Linked DNA regions of Hordeum vulgare: region 2 is linked to region 1. The links are chromatin contacts, called in public Hi-C maps. All regions are on one chromosome and are shown on one strand. The core of a region is the stretch at or near the end of the contact, and the rest is flanking DNA. Distances in the headings are between cores, read along the strand shown.

The links. Hi-C and Micro-C count contacts between places; a contact is called where the count stands out from the background.
Region 2: a Hi-C map of seedling shows a contact between it and region 1, with 4 times the contacts expected there. The contact joins the promoter of LOC123410291 here to the promoter of LOC123433547 in region 1. A contact is called at or near these places in 1 of 6 Hi-C or Micro-C datasets (seedling) and 1 of 1 datasets of contacts at active chromatin or transcription factors (embryo).

The regions. Positions count from the first base shown.
Region 1 is chr1H:319,288,459-319,294,651 of MorexV3_pseudomolecules_assembly, forward strand. It overlaps LOC123433547 (tetraspanin-10), which reads left to right and starts at 1,848. Exons shown (of 11, transcript XM_045115459.1): 1 at 1,848-2,250; 2 at 2,583-2,695; 3 at 2,783-2,837; 4 at 2,959-3,014; 5 at 3,238-3,285; 6 at 3,798-3,846; 7 at 3,946-4,029; 8 at 4,143-4,210; 9 at 4,304-4,429; 10 at 4,514-4,589; 11 at 4,687-4,893. The coding sequence starts at 2,194. The coding sequence ends at 4,761.
Region 2 is chr1H:319,430,025-319,436,888 of MorexV3_pseudomolecules_assembly, forward strand. LOC123410291 reads left to right here and starts at 2,632. Exons shown (of 1, transcript XM_045103210.1): 1 at 2,632-4,104. The coding sequence starts at 2,853. The coding sequence ends at 3,599.

The DNA.
Region 1 (6,193 bases), core at 598-3,097:
TGCATTTGTTCCCTTACCGCCTTGTGTTATATCTACCCAATGTTCAGCACCAACCTCGTGTTAGATTCTTTTCATACCATGGAAATGTTAAAACCGCTCACTGTTTTCCAAGAAAATCAAACTTAGATACCAAAAACATATCCTAGGCACTTGGATTTGCGGTGTATTTGTGGTTCCCAAGTGTGGAAAGCGATATTAGAAGTTTTTTCCTTCTATTTTTTTTCATCACAGGACAAATTTTACACAACTACACTTCCCTTTAACAAATCATTTCCCCACGGTTTACTAGAGAGGTGATAGGAGGCTTCGATTATCTCCCCTCGATCCGCAGCTTGCCTTGCCCCCATTGCCCGCCGTGGCGGGAGGACGAGGGAACCATGAATTTGAGGCTGCAGTCCTGTCTTGCAGGGTCTTTGAGTTTTGTATCACATGTGAAGTTAGGGCAACGATGGCGATAGGAATATTGGTTCTTTTTGGCTTTACCAATGTCGATGCCCTTCCTTGGAGTGACAACACCGAGTCAGAGGATGGTGTCGATCGCCTGTCACTCGTTTGGCATGATTAGCGTTTATTCATGGCAGTGGCATCCTATGTAAGGGATGGTGTTGCAACAGGCGGTTTTCTCTAAAGTTCCATCTCCATCTGATGAAGTAGCCAAATACTCCTGTTCTTCGGCATAGCGAACTATCTAGTTTGTGTCCCCTCTTTTATGAAAGGGGACTCCTGATGTTTGTGTCCCCTCTTTTATCAGTTGGGATTATTTTTTTGACTCTGTTCTTCGGCATAGCGATCTATCTAGTTTGCAACCGCTGACTTCTTTTGTTCTACATCAATGAATTTGCAGTCACCAATGTATCTTGTTCTACATCAATGACTTCTAAGCCGCTACTTCTGTAAGCTTTGAGTTTCAACAAGATAAAGGTCTAGAAGTGGCAATGAGCTTTGCTAACTGTGCTCCACTGTTAGTTGCAGAAGGAAGACAATGTTGTTTTCTTCAATGACTTTCCTGTAATTATTTTATTCTTGTAAGGGCTATTTTTTTAATATATGGCGAGTGGTCTTTAAAAGAATAACTGCAGTTTAAATCCAAACTAATTCTACACCTTGTGAATAGAAAGAAAACTCAGTTGTAAATTATAACACATTTCTTGATTGCTTGCACGCATGTTGAAGTTAGGATATTTTTTCCTGAATTATACCATAAATGTCGGAGTTGTTCCTGGGATTCTCTCGAAGCCTAGTTGACTGCATGTGTGGAAGAACCGTCGTTCGCAATACAGAGAAGTGACCTGCCAGTTGAGATAGAGATGGATTCAATTGTTGCAGCGAAGTTGATCCATGCCAAGAAGGTTGATAGATCGGTCTACTCGTCGTTTATAATGAAGATTAGATATCTTATGTTTATTCGTGATTCTTATATTACTCATGCAAATCGTAGCCACGATAAAGTTAGCGATAGTATGGCCAAATTTGCTCGTGTAGAAGGCCGAATTATAACTTGGCTTGGCTCGGGACCTTCGGTGGTTATGGAGCTAGCTACGGTGGATTATATGAACTGATTCACTTGAGTAATACAAATTTTTGTTTGCAAAAAGTTTTTTTTCTTTTCTTTTGAAGAGCATCCAATGTTAAGTTGTACCCCACCCCTCGGAGCTCGCGAAAATGGGGAAGAGCTTCGAATAGGGATGGGAACTGGGTCCCATTTAATCTCATTTAAACTCATTTATTATCTAGTAGTTAATTTTCTTTTGTAAAAAATAAACTTTGAAGCTAGAAAAAGCTAAATATATGGGACTTGTGGCTGCCCCTCTGCCGCGCTGCCATTCAAACCCGACCAAAAAGCCCCCTCTCCCCTTCATCGGCCTCAGCACCGGACGCGAAGGAGACCGGCGTCGGTCGAGTCCGCCCTCTCCGGCCCACTGATGACAATCAATCTGCCCCTCTGACTAGTCGGCCCCACATCTGCCCGTGCCAAGCTTAACTGCGACCGCTGTCTTCAAGCCCACCCAAAATCAACGACACACACTCCCACTCCCACGCTCCCAAGCTGACACCTAGGTGCCGCGCCGCCGGGACCCCAGCCTCGCCGTCTCCGGCGGCGTGCTCCCAGATCCGACTCGCCGGTTTGTTTCCGTTCCGCGCGGAATCGCCTGACGGAGGCGGGAGGCCAGCGTCGTCCGCAGCTGAGTCGGGATGGGCGGCACCAGCACCAGCACCTTCGTCATCAGGTGGATCAACTTCCTCACCATGGTCAGTCAGCTTCCTTCCCCGCTCCCCTTTTCCTAGCTGCTTCCGACGACCGACCCGTTTCAAATTTTCCAGTGAAGAGCACTGTTGGATACTACGTAGATGGATTTGCCAGTTCTTGATTTGTTCCTGTTCCATCTAGTGTCTTTGCTCAGCGGTGTCCCTTTGTTGAGCTTGAGCTGTACTGCATCGTTATCCATTTATCCTAGTGCATTTATCGGTTCTTGACCATTCTTGACATCTTTCTTTTGGAGCTCTTTATATATATTTTAATGTTAAGTCATGCAGGTAGGGATTCACACATTATGATGCCCTTCATGCTCTTTGTTGAACAGATACTGGCGATACTTGTGGTGGGTTTTGGGTTCTGGATGAGCACCCACAATGACGAGTGCCGACGGTCACTCACGATCCCTGTCATGGCCCTTGGAGGAGTAATTTTTCTCATGTATGCGTCCATGGAGTTGTATTATATTATTCCCACTACGTTAGTATTCATGCTCCGAATTGACATGGTTCAGTGCCGATGCCGCAGATCGCTGGCGGGATTCGTGGGTGCTTGGAAGAACATTTCCTGCTTGCTTTGGACAGTATCCTTTTCGTGGCATCTGATGCGTAAACTTGCGGCGGCATGAGTGCTTCTGCTGCTCATGTTGGCTGCTGTCTTGCTACCCTTGGAGTTATCTGTTGCCTTGACATGTGGGTATCTAGTATCTAATCATGCTGTTCGTGGTCCTGGTGGCAATCATGGTCTTCACAGTGCTTGCGTAAGTTCCTGTCATTCATTTGGGATAGCACTAGCACAACCTTTCCAGTTGGTGGCAATCATTGTGTACTACTTATTTAATTTGAAAATTAGCTGCAGTGTGCACTGATTGGTTGATGGAATTAAATCCTATTACAAGTTCAGTGGTTAATCATCGATTGACTTCATAACTGACTTTAGTGGTTGCAAGTTGGGTTAACTCACCTTGCCATGTACTGTTTCAGGTTTATCATTACAAATACTGGAACTGGTCATGCTGTTGCTGGGTCCAAGTATGTATCTAAATATATGTTACTAATGTTTATACAACTAGATTATTAGCTCGAAGACATGTAGCTATGAAATAATATTACCGCACCACAAACACAAATTGTGCTGTGTTCAGTATCTATGGCATCTCATGCCTTCTCCACTTCCACTTTCCACTTTTTAATCCAAATACCAGTAATCAATGTGTAGGGCAAACATGTGGCAGACATGCATTACTTGTTGTTGTGACATCCTTGCATGCTTAGGAAAAATAGGTAGTGGGTCAAAACTATTTAGGAACAGAGGATGGTTGAAATGCTGAATTGACAAGTCGAAGTAATATATCACTATTTTTTCTTAAAAGTTGCACTATATAGCCGCGATGCAGTTTTGTTGATATACGGGCAGTCGGAAACAGTTTGCTACTGCCTGGTTGTCACTACATGAACTGTGAACATACATCACTATTTCTTTCTGTAACGAAACACATTGCATGCATATGGTTCTGTCATGTCATTTCTCATGTTCTGTACAGATATAAAGAGTATCGTCTTCAGGACTACAGCTCTTGGTTCGTCAAACAGGCAAGTCCCAACTCTTTGTTTGAAAATTTTGTTTCCTTAGTGCAATTAATTCACGATCATCTATCCTGGTATAACTCGATTTATTTATTTTAAATCAAGCTCAATGACACTGATAAATGGATTCATCTGAGAAGTTGCCTTGTGAAGTCGGATGATTGCAATAGCTTGTCGAAAAGATATAAGGTCTCTTCTCCTTTTCTACATATCCTGTTTTATCTGACGTGATGTTTCAAAGTTTCTCCCTTGGCAACCATCCTTTTGCAGTGATCTTAGTTATACCGTTCGATTTCATGTAGACTCTAAAACAATACAAGCTTGCTGATCTGACTCCCATTGAGTCTGGCTGTTGCCGCCCACCAGCGGAGTATGTCCCCTGTTATCTTCCAGTGTATTTTGAACATGCAGTTGCTCTCATCAGAGTTTGATATGGTTATCGTATCTTTCTGAACATTGTCAGGTGTGGATATCCAGCTTTGAATGCTTCCACTTTTGATTTGAGCTATCATCCGGTGAGCACAAACGTCGACTGCAAACTCTACAAAAATGATCGGTCCCTCAGGTGCTATGACTGTAATTCTTGCAAGTAAGCTGCCCCGTCTCCTATCCCACCTTCGAAATGCATAACCTTACTAGAATGTTCGTGCTTATGTGAAACTTTTGCTTCCAGAGCTGGGGTTGCGCAATACATGAAGACAGAGTGGCGGGTGGTTGCCATCTTCAATGTGGTATTGTTTGTTATTTTGGTAAGCTTCAAGTTCAACTGAAATATAGCGCCTATACTCTTTCTCAGCAATAAATTGCTCCATCTTTATCTGTTATCTTGGGTTTGTTTTCGACCAGTCATTCGTATACTTTGTTGGCTGCTGCGCACGTCGACATGCTGGGGGTAGCGATTCTAAAGTTCCTGGAAGATGACTGTACTTTGAACTTTGAAGTGAATCCTCTCTATGATTCACGTGTCACAGCGAGAGTTAACTTTGCCGTCCCTTGTAATAACATTGTTCATTCAAGTTCAGCTGATGAAATGGAGTGCCAAGGCTTCTGTTCCGTGGGTGATTTCTTTGTTCCACTAGCATTTTGAACATCTATGAAAAAGAACGTCCGACAATCTTCTGAAATACAGCCTGATGATCTGGCACAATGTGCGATACCAATATCTGACATATGTGAGTAAACTGGAATAACTTACCAATCCAAGCAATTGGCGTGCTTCTCGCGGTCAGGTTTTGGAGGGTACTTTTTTTTTAACAAAGTACAATGTAGATAGATGCCCACATACATGCACATACGCCCTACACCTATCTATGAATGCACACACATACATCCTACCCCTACGAGCATGTCTGAAATACCGAGCCAACAAATCTTAAGATTGTTGAAGTCATCTGAAATACTGAGCCAACAATATCTTAAGATTGTTGAAGTCACCACAGGCTCCTTCGTAGTCGATTTTTGGAGGGCAAGGACTGCACTCGTCGAGCTGTTAGTCAGGTTGTTAAAGCTTTGAATGATAGGGCTGGTAACATTTAACAAAAAGAAACATCTTTAGTTAATCATCCTAAAAGGGAAAAAAATGTTTAGTTGATTTGATTACAAAGGGAAAAATCATCTTTAGTTGATTTTATTGGGGTGCGCTGGCCCAGTAGTGCAATGCCAAGGCAACACGTAAGCGTCACAATAACAAGCTATTGTGGTGAACCCTAGGTATGGCCTCTAGGGGCGATCACCATCCTCGTCGGGCTTGAAGGGATGTCCAATATTCCCGCGCTTAAAAAACTAAATGCCCTGCTACTAGATTTTGCCATGTGAAGCATGAGCCATTCTTCGATCCAGCTTTTAGGATATATATCGTTATGAGGATAACATTTTGCATGTACAGTAAAACTTGAGCATATATGGATCTGGATTATTAGCGAGCCATCAGACTGTTAGAAGTATAATTGAGTTTAAGAAGTATAATTGGGTTTAAGTTAGAGATAAGGTGATAGAGATAGAATTAATTTAAAACCACATGTAATTTGTCTTGTACTCCAAGCCTCTATCACTTATGTGCTCCTATATATACCCCTACAAGGGTTAGATCAATACAATATACAACAAAACACAATATTCAGCTATCTACTCTTGCACATGGCATCAAAGCGGTTAGTCTCATGACGCCGATCCTAGGTTTCTTCATCACTTCCGCAGCACGCCGCCCCCGGGCAGATTAATCCTCTTTTCCGGAGGCGCGCACCCGATCGATCAAAGATTGGATCGGTTCCATTGTTTTAGATCAATTTCATAATTTCATCCCTTAGATTTCTTTTAGCCATCAATAAACCATCAACCCTCAAATCTGATGAGA
Region 2 (6,864 bases), core at 1,382-3,881, 140 kb after region 1:
AAACTTTGCACCTTTCTCCCTTTGTTCTTGGATTCTAACAAATATTTTCTTTCTGATCTTCTCTTGCATTGAAATCAATGGATAAAACCTGGCATCAACAATTGCATGGTTAAATGATTCACATAGGTTATTGTCAACTGATTCACAGATGGAACCAACTTGAAAGAAAGCTCTTGCCCAATGTCCAGGCTCTGTTTTCATCATGTCCTGTGCACCCTCAGGAGTTTCTTGTGCAAGCTTTGCTTTGTAATAATTAAAATCTTGCTTATTGGATGCTTTGGCCACTTCCCAGAATTTTTTCTGCCATTCATGTGCCCTATACTTCTTCCTCCAGTTGGCATAGATATGTCTTGCACACATCCTGTGCTCTGCATTTGGCAGATAATCCCTCATGGCATTAATCAATCCTTTTTGCTGGTCATAGATGAAGACCCAGCCAGCTCCATTGTTGTTGATGTCTAGGTCTTTAATAAGCAAGCCAATGAACCACTTCCAACTCTCATTTGTTTCTTGTTCAACAACAGCCCAAGCCACTGGATACATCTGGTTATTGGCATCCCTAGCAATGGCACACAACAGTTCTCCCTTCACTGCTCCTTTGAAGAAACATCCATCTAAACCAATAACTTTTCTACACCCAGCTTTGAAGCCTAACTTCAAAGCATTGAAGCACACATAGAAGCTTTGGAAAACATTCCTATTCATGATTGTTGGATCCAAGCAAACTGCAATTGTGCTACCAGGATTACTTCTTAGCAACTCCAGCTGATAATCAAATACTCTTGTGTACTCTTCTTTCATGCCAGCCATTAACTTGTCCATGACAATTTTTTTTGCATGCTTGCACTTAGAAGGGGAAACATCTACAAACATGTCCTGTAAAACAGTTGCCTTCATGCTCTCAATCTTCCACATTGGGTTTGCTAAGATAAAATGCTCATATCTCTGAGCAATGACTTTAGCAGTGACCAGCTTATTTTCTCTGTTCTGTGCACAATGGTGCTCATCATTGTATGTAATTATCTGAAACCTGTTTGTTCTTGAGGTTTTGGCACCATAAATAAGCCAGGGGCAACCATCCCATCCACACTTGGCCCTTACCCTGTCAGCCTCTGATTTAACAAACTTAATGCTCCTTTTAGTTACAACGTCATATCTCTTGAGTGCTTTAACAAGCTGGTTCTTGCTTCTAAACACCATTGACAAACTGAAATGTGGAATCTCCGTGTCATTGATATACCTTGGAAACTTGCTCTTCCTCCTCACTTGTTGTCCATCTGAATCTTCATCATAAGAGTAATCCTCATGAGATGAATCATAGCCCCACTGTTTGTCATCTGCTTCTAATTGTTCTTCCATATTTGCAATGAGCTCCAATGGAACAACTTCTGTGGTATCTCTGCCAATCCAACTCTTGGTGTCTCTCATTTTCTTCTTGAATTTTCTAGCATGCCTTCTAAGCTCAACAACCTCTGAATTTTCACCACTGTCCTCACTGTGTGCCAGATACTCAGGGTCTGAATCTGAGTCACTATCTGAATCTGTAGGTTGTGCTTCACTTGGAGTTTCTGTACCATGTCCTGATGCATGAGCTGCAGGATTTAACACCTGAGAAAATGCAACCTGAGATCCATCTTGCACCTGCTCCTCTGCAACTTGGTGTGCTACAACTCTCCTTGCTCTGGCATCTACATGGATGTGCTTCACAGGACTAGAAATAGTTTGAGTTATCACACCACTATCATCTGGAACCAACACTTCCTGCACAAACTGCACATCATCATCATCAGAAAAGCCTGCTGGCTCAGCACTTATAACTATGGCAGGTTCATCAGCATCACTCAAATTGACCATCTCATCCATCTCAAAATCACTCCCACTGCTGCTATTCTCACTGTCTTCTTCCCCATGGTACTCAACAAAAATGCCAGCAACTCCTCCAACATCTGTGTACTCTCCCATCTGTAGACATGCTCTGTCATCATGCAGAAACATCAATCCATCTGCCATTGATTTCCCTGGCACCTGAAAATATAATTTCATCGACTCCTTCAACTGCATATGATCATTCAGAAAGCCCTTCACCTCCTGCAGTGACAACTTATCTCTCTCGATTTCTGACATCTCTTCATCCCCACCAACATACTGCAAATTGGGACCAGTGCCAACAAACTTGCCACCAATGTGGAATCGGACGTTCAAAATCTCTGTTGGATCCATGATTAAACTGAAAAAACAAAGACACATCACTACCCGCACCAAAATCGCAGCTTTTACCGCCAAATTACCCGCCCCAAAAACCCTAACCCCTAACCCTAGTGTTCTGCAGAAAACAGAAAGAAAGGTGCCCACAGGACGTGAACGACGGGGACATACCTTGGCCTGACGCTCGCTGTCGAGCGCCGCCCCGATCGTTGCCGCTGCCGTCGATCACCAGGTCATCGCCATTGTCGCCGCCAAAGCAGAGCAGAAGACAGGGAGACAGTCCTCGACAGGGAGACACTCCTCGGGCTGGGCGACCGTCGGTCTAAATAAGTCAATGGGCTGTTAAGCTGGGCCGGTCCACCCTATAAGCCTTCTCCTTCGGTCTGAAAAAAGGAAAAAAAAAAACGAAACCCGACCCTCACTTGCCACGCATGCAATCCCTGTTTGGGAACGCTGTCAAGGTTATTTTTAGACCGGGATTGCTGACTTGAGAGTGTAAACTTCAAGGATTACCACTTCAGGGTGCGATCTCGCCACCGTCTACCAGTTCAAGGTTTTTTTTGGACTTTTTCCCAAAATAAATAAGGGAATAGCAGCACACCCAATTGAAAAACAGAAGAGGAAAGGAGCTGTCTTTTTTCATTGCGATGGCCGGCGGTTGGTCCTCCCTCCCGGCCGATCTTCTCTATCAGATCTCGGCTCGCCTGATCTCCGATGCCGACCAGCTCCACGCCCACCTGGCATGCGCCCACTGGCGAGCCACTATTCCTCGTCCGGCCGCCTACCGCCCGTGGGTCGTCGCCGCCCGACAGGCCCCGGACGGACTGAGCCCAGTCGGCGAGCACTCCTTCCTGCTCCCTCGCGGCGTCCCGGGCGTCGACTTCCAGGCGATCCCACCCGGCCTCCCGTACTGCTGCGGCGCGCCTCGCGGCTGGCTCGCCCTCGCGGACGACGCCCGGTCCCCGACGCGGCTCGTGCTGTGGGAGCCCCACTCCGGCACCGAGATCCCGCTCCCGTGCCCGTGCCCAGTCATCCAGGTCTTCCTCTCCGGCGACCCGCTCGAGTCGTCGGACTGGACGGCCGTCGCGACCCGGCTCAGACGGCCCAGGGCGCATATTATCTTCTTCTGGCGGCCCGGGGACGCCTCCTGGAGCGGCCCGGCCACTGTCCCTTGCGCGAAGCTCTACAGCGTCGAATTCCATGCGGGGAACATATACTGCATAGACGGCATGTTTAACCTGTCCATCTACGATCTTCAACTCGGCACAAGGTCTCCTCCCATTGCTCGGTCATGTACCCTTGTCAGTGGTCAGAGTCGTGGGCTATCCGCAAGTCTCTCAGGGACTGCGTGCGTGCGGTGCACGTCGTGGCCTGCCGCGGCGAGCTCCTGCTAGTTCTGCTGTTCCACGGCCGCCACCCGTCGCTCATGGAAATCTACAGGCCGCCGTGGACGCTCGGATGCGCCTTCCAGATCGGTGAGAGGGTGACTGACCTCGGGGGCTACACGCTCTTCCTCGGCCGCGGCGATGCTTTTGCACTGTCTGCCAAGGAGTACCCTGCGATCAGGGGGAACTGCGTTTACTACCTGGTGCACAACCTCCCCAAGTACAGGAAGGATTGGGCAATGGTGTATGATCTGGGGACGGGTGATGTGGACGATGTACCTTACCCCGAGGTGCACAAGCAGGAGAATAGTTGCTGGCCATACTCTTGGTTTTGTCCTCGAAGGCCTTTCCTGAAGACGCAGGTTGCTTAAGCAATAAGCATGGACTTTGAAAATTAATCTTTTCCTTGTGAATTCCCTGTTGTAACTGTTTTAACCTAAGAACTTCGCGCCTCTTACATTGTACTCCCTCCGTTCCTAAGTTTAAAACCTTTTAGAGATTGCACTATGAACTACATACGGATGCACATAGACATATTTTAGAATATAGATTCACTCATTTTGTTTTGTATGTAGTCTTTTAGTGAAATTTCTAAAAGGTCTTATATTTTGAAACGGAGGGAGTATATAGAGAAACAAATTCGAATCACAGGGAGTATCAAATTTCTGTTGAAGACTGCATGATCTTTTTCTAATAGAAATAAGAAAACGTTTATAAATGACGCGCCGACTGAACGCTTCCGCCGGACGTCTTGGCACGCACCCTGCTTGCAAGTCCATGTGACCATTCGTCGGAGCCGTGAAATCGTTGCAACCGTTTTTCTTTTTGCTACTACGAGTTAAATGTTTTTGCTACATCCATCAAGCAAAAGCTACAACCTCGCGATGACAAAGATTTTGTTGCAATCATAATTGGTTTTTGCTAGCACCGACGAATTTTTTGGATGTATTTTTTTTATACATCCATCAAGGCATAGAGAAACGTTTATAAACAACGCACTGTCCGAACGCTTCCGCTGGACGTGCGGGCCCATGACGAAGATTTTTGCTACAACCTTACTTGTTTTTTGGTTACTATGGGTCAAGTGTTTTGCTATATCCATCAAGCAGAAGCTGCAACATCATGATGATGGCGATTTTGCTGCAACCGTAATTGGTTTTTGCTAGTACCGACGAACTTTTTTTGCTACATCCATCGAGGCATGGCTGTGACCTCGTGATGGTGATTCGCCGCAACCGTAATTGATTTTTGCCTACTACTGGTGAACTTTTTTAGAAAATGATCAGAAATCAGCCGTGTCACGCGAACGCCATGCGTCCCATGGACCACGCGGGCAGAGTCTCTTATCTCTAGTGAACGCAAGTGGCTGGTTCCTTTTTTCTATCCTACCAGCGATGCAACGAGATCCACTTTCTACCTATCATCTTCTACCTTCGTCTGGATGCACCACCCGTCCACCACTTCGCCATTACCATCGTGGGAGCAAGCCAGCCCGCATCTCCTCCATCGGCCCTCGCTGGAGCGAGATGCCTGCAGGAGCCGGCTGCAAATTGCAGGCTGCAGCACCCGCGTCGACCTGCAGTTTTCGGTGTGGCCGTCCTGCTGCCATGGTCAGCGGGAGCTGCGTGCAGCAGCAAGCAGAGGGGGCTCACCGGCGTTGCGATGAAGCGACACGAGGGCCGTCGGCGCTGTAGTGACGAGTTGCAGCAGCCGGTGAAGCAGATGGGGCTCACCGGAGTTACGATGAAGCATCACGAGGCAGTCGTAGTTGCAGTGAAGCGCCGTCGAAGCTGCAACGAGCGCCACAGGAGTTGCATTGAAGCGCCGCCGGTGCTGCATTGGAGCTCCGTCGGTGCTGCAATGAAGCTTCAGTGGCATCGGTGGTGCTCTGCAGCTTCGTCTCGTTGCTGGGTTGCTATGGAGCTTCATGGAGGTTTAATGTTGCCATGGACAACACATACAACTCCCGGTGCAGCTTCAAATCAGACGTTCAGTAGTGCCAAATCGAACGACTGGCTAGGCGGATGATTTCCTGGAGAAATCATCCGCCAGATCCGTAGCACTCGCCAATTTTTTTTGCTGGAACCAGAAAAAAGTGGAGGAGTTGCAAACAATGCCTAGAAATGCTGTAACCGGTTGCAAGATTTGCTGCAATGCTGTTTTTGAAAAGCTTCAACCGGCGAAACGACATGCACAACCAGCTACAGCCGAAGGAAATGATGTTTTTGATGCAACTCGTTGTAGACTTTTGCTACAATTGGTGATACAAAATGCTACAACCAAACGGCCACGCTATGACGAGCGAGGTCATTTTCGTTGGAGCGTGTGAGGTTGATTTTGCTACAACCGATGCATTTTTGTTGCAACCATTACCAACATTTGCTACTACTGTCCGGAATTGCCGCAACGATGAAGGCCCAACTGATGCGCTAATCAAGATCCTTTTACGCGTGTTAGAACGGACGCTAGGCAGCCGACCGACCGAAAGTCTCGGCCGACGCACCGGCGTAGATCAGTCTCCATAGAAATATGAAATTATCACCCGCGAAACAGAAAGAAATTATGTCAAAATGGTAGAGTACATCTTTCAGTGGATTTTTGACCATTGGATCAGCATTGTATGAGATGTGTGCTCTTTAACTATTTGTCTCCAAATAATAGGCTCACTAAGAGCTGATTTGTCCATGCATAGTTTTTTTTAGGGCAACAAGACTTTATTTCTTAAATAATAGATAAATCGTATTTATATCTATATCTATACCCCTATATATATACCCCTACTAATAAATTAATTTGATATTTTTAATTTTGTCCCGTTTAAATGACGGGATTGACTAGAGAGCCGCGCTGCATATGTGCTCTTCCATGCAGCGGTTCCTTAAATAGCCGGCTGGGCCCGATTCCCTTTGATGTTTACAATTCAAAAAGTTTTATCTACAAAACCGTTAATTCAATCGATGATCCGTTTTCACCATTGACTTTCTCGCGACGAGTTCTTCGAAACTAGATCCTATGTCGACATGTTCTAACAATTATTTTTTCCGGTTCATACTTGCCACATTTTTTGACCCCACTTGTCATATTATTAACCACTTACTTGTTTGGGAAAAATAACTTGATTGACATTTTTCAATGTTGTTTCGTATAAAGCTTTGTAGCAGTTTCTATTATGCATGATATAAAAAAGCATGTAATAGGTTGTGTTTGCCAATTAAAATATGCTAACTTATCGTATTTACATACAACTTTGCCAGAAAACTACTTTGTGTGCTTG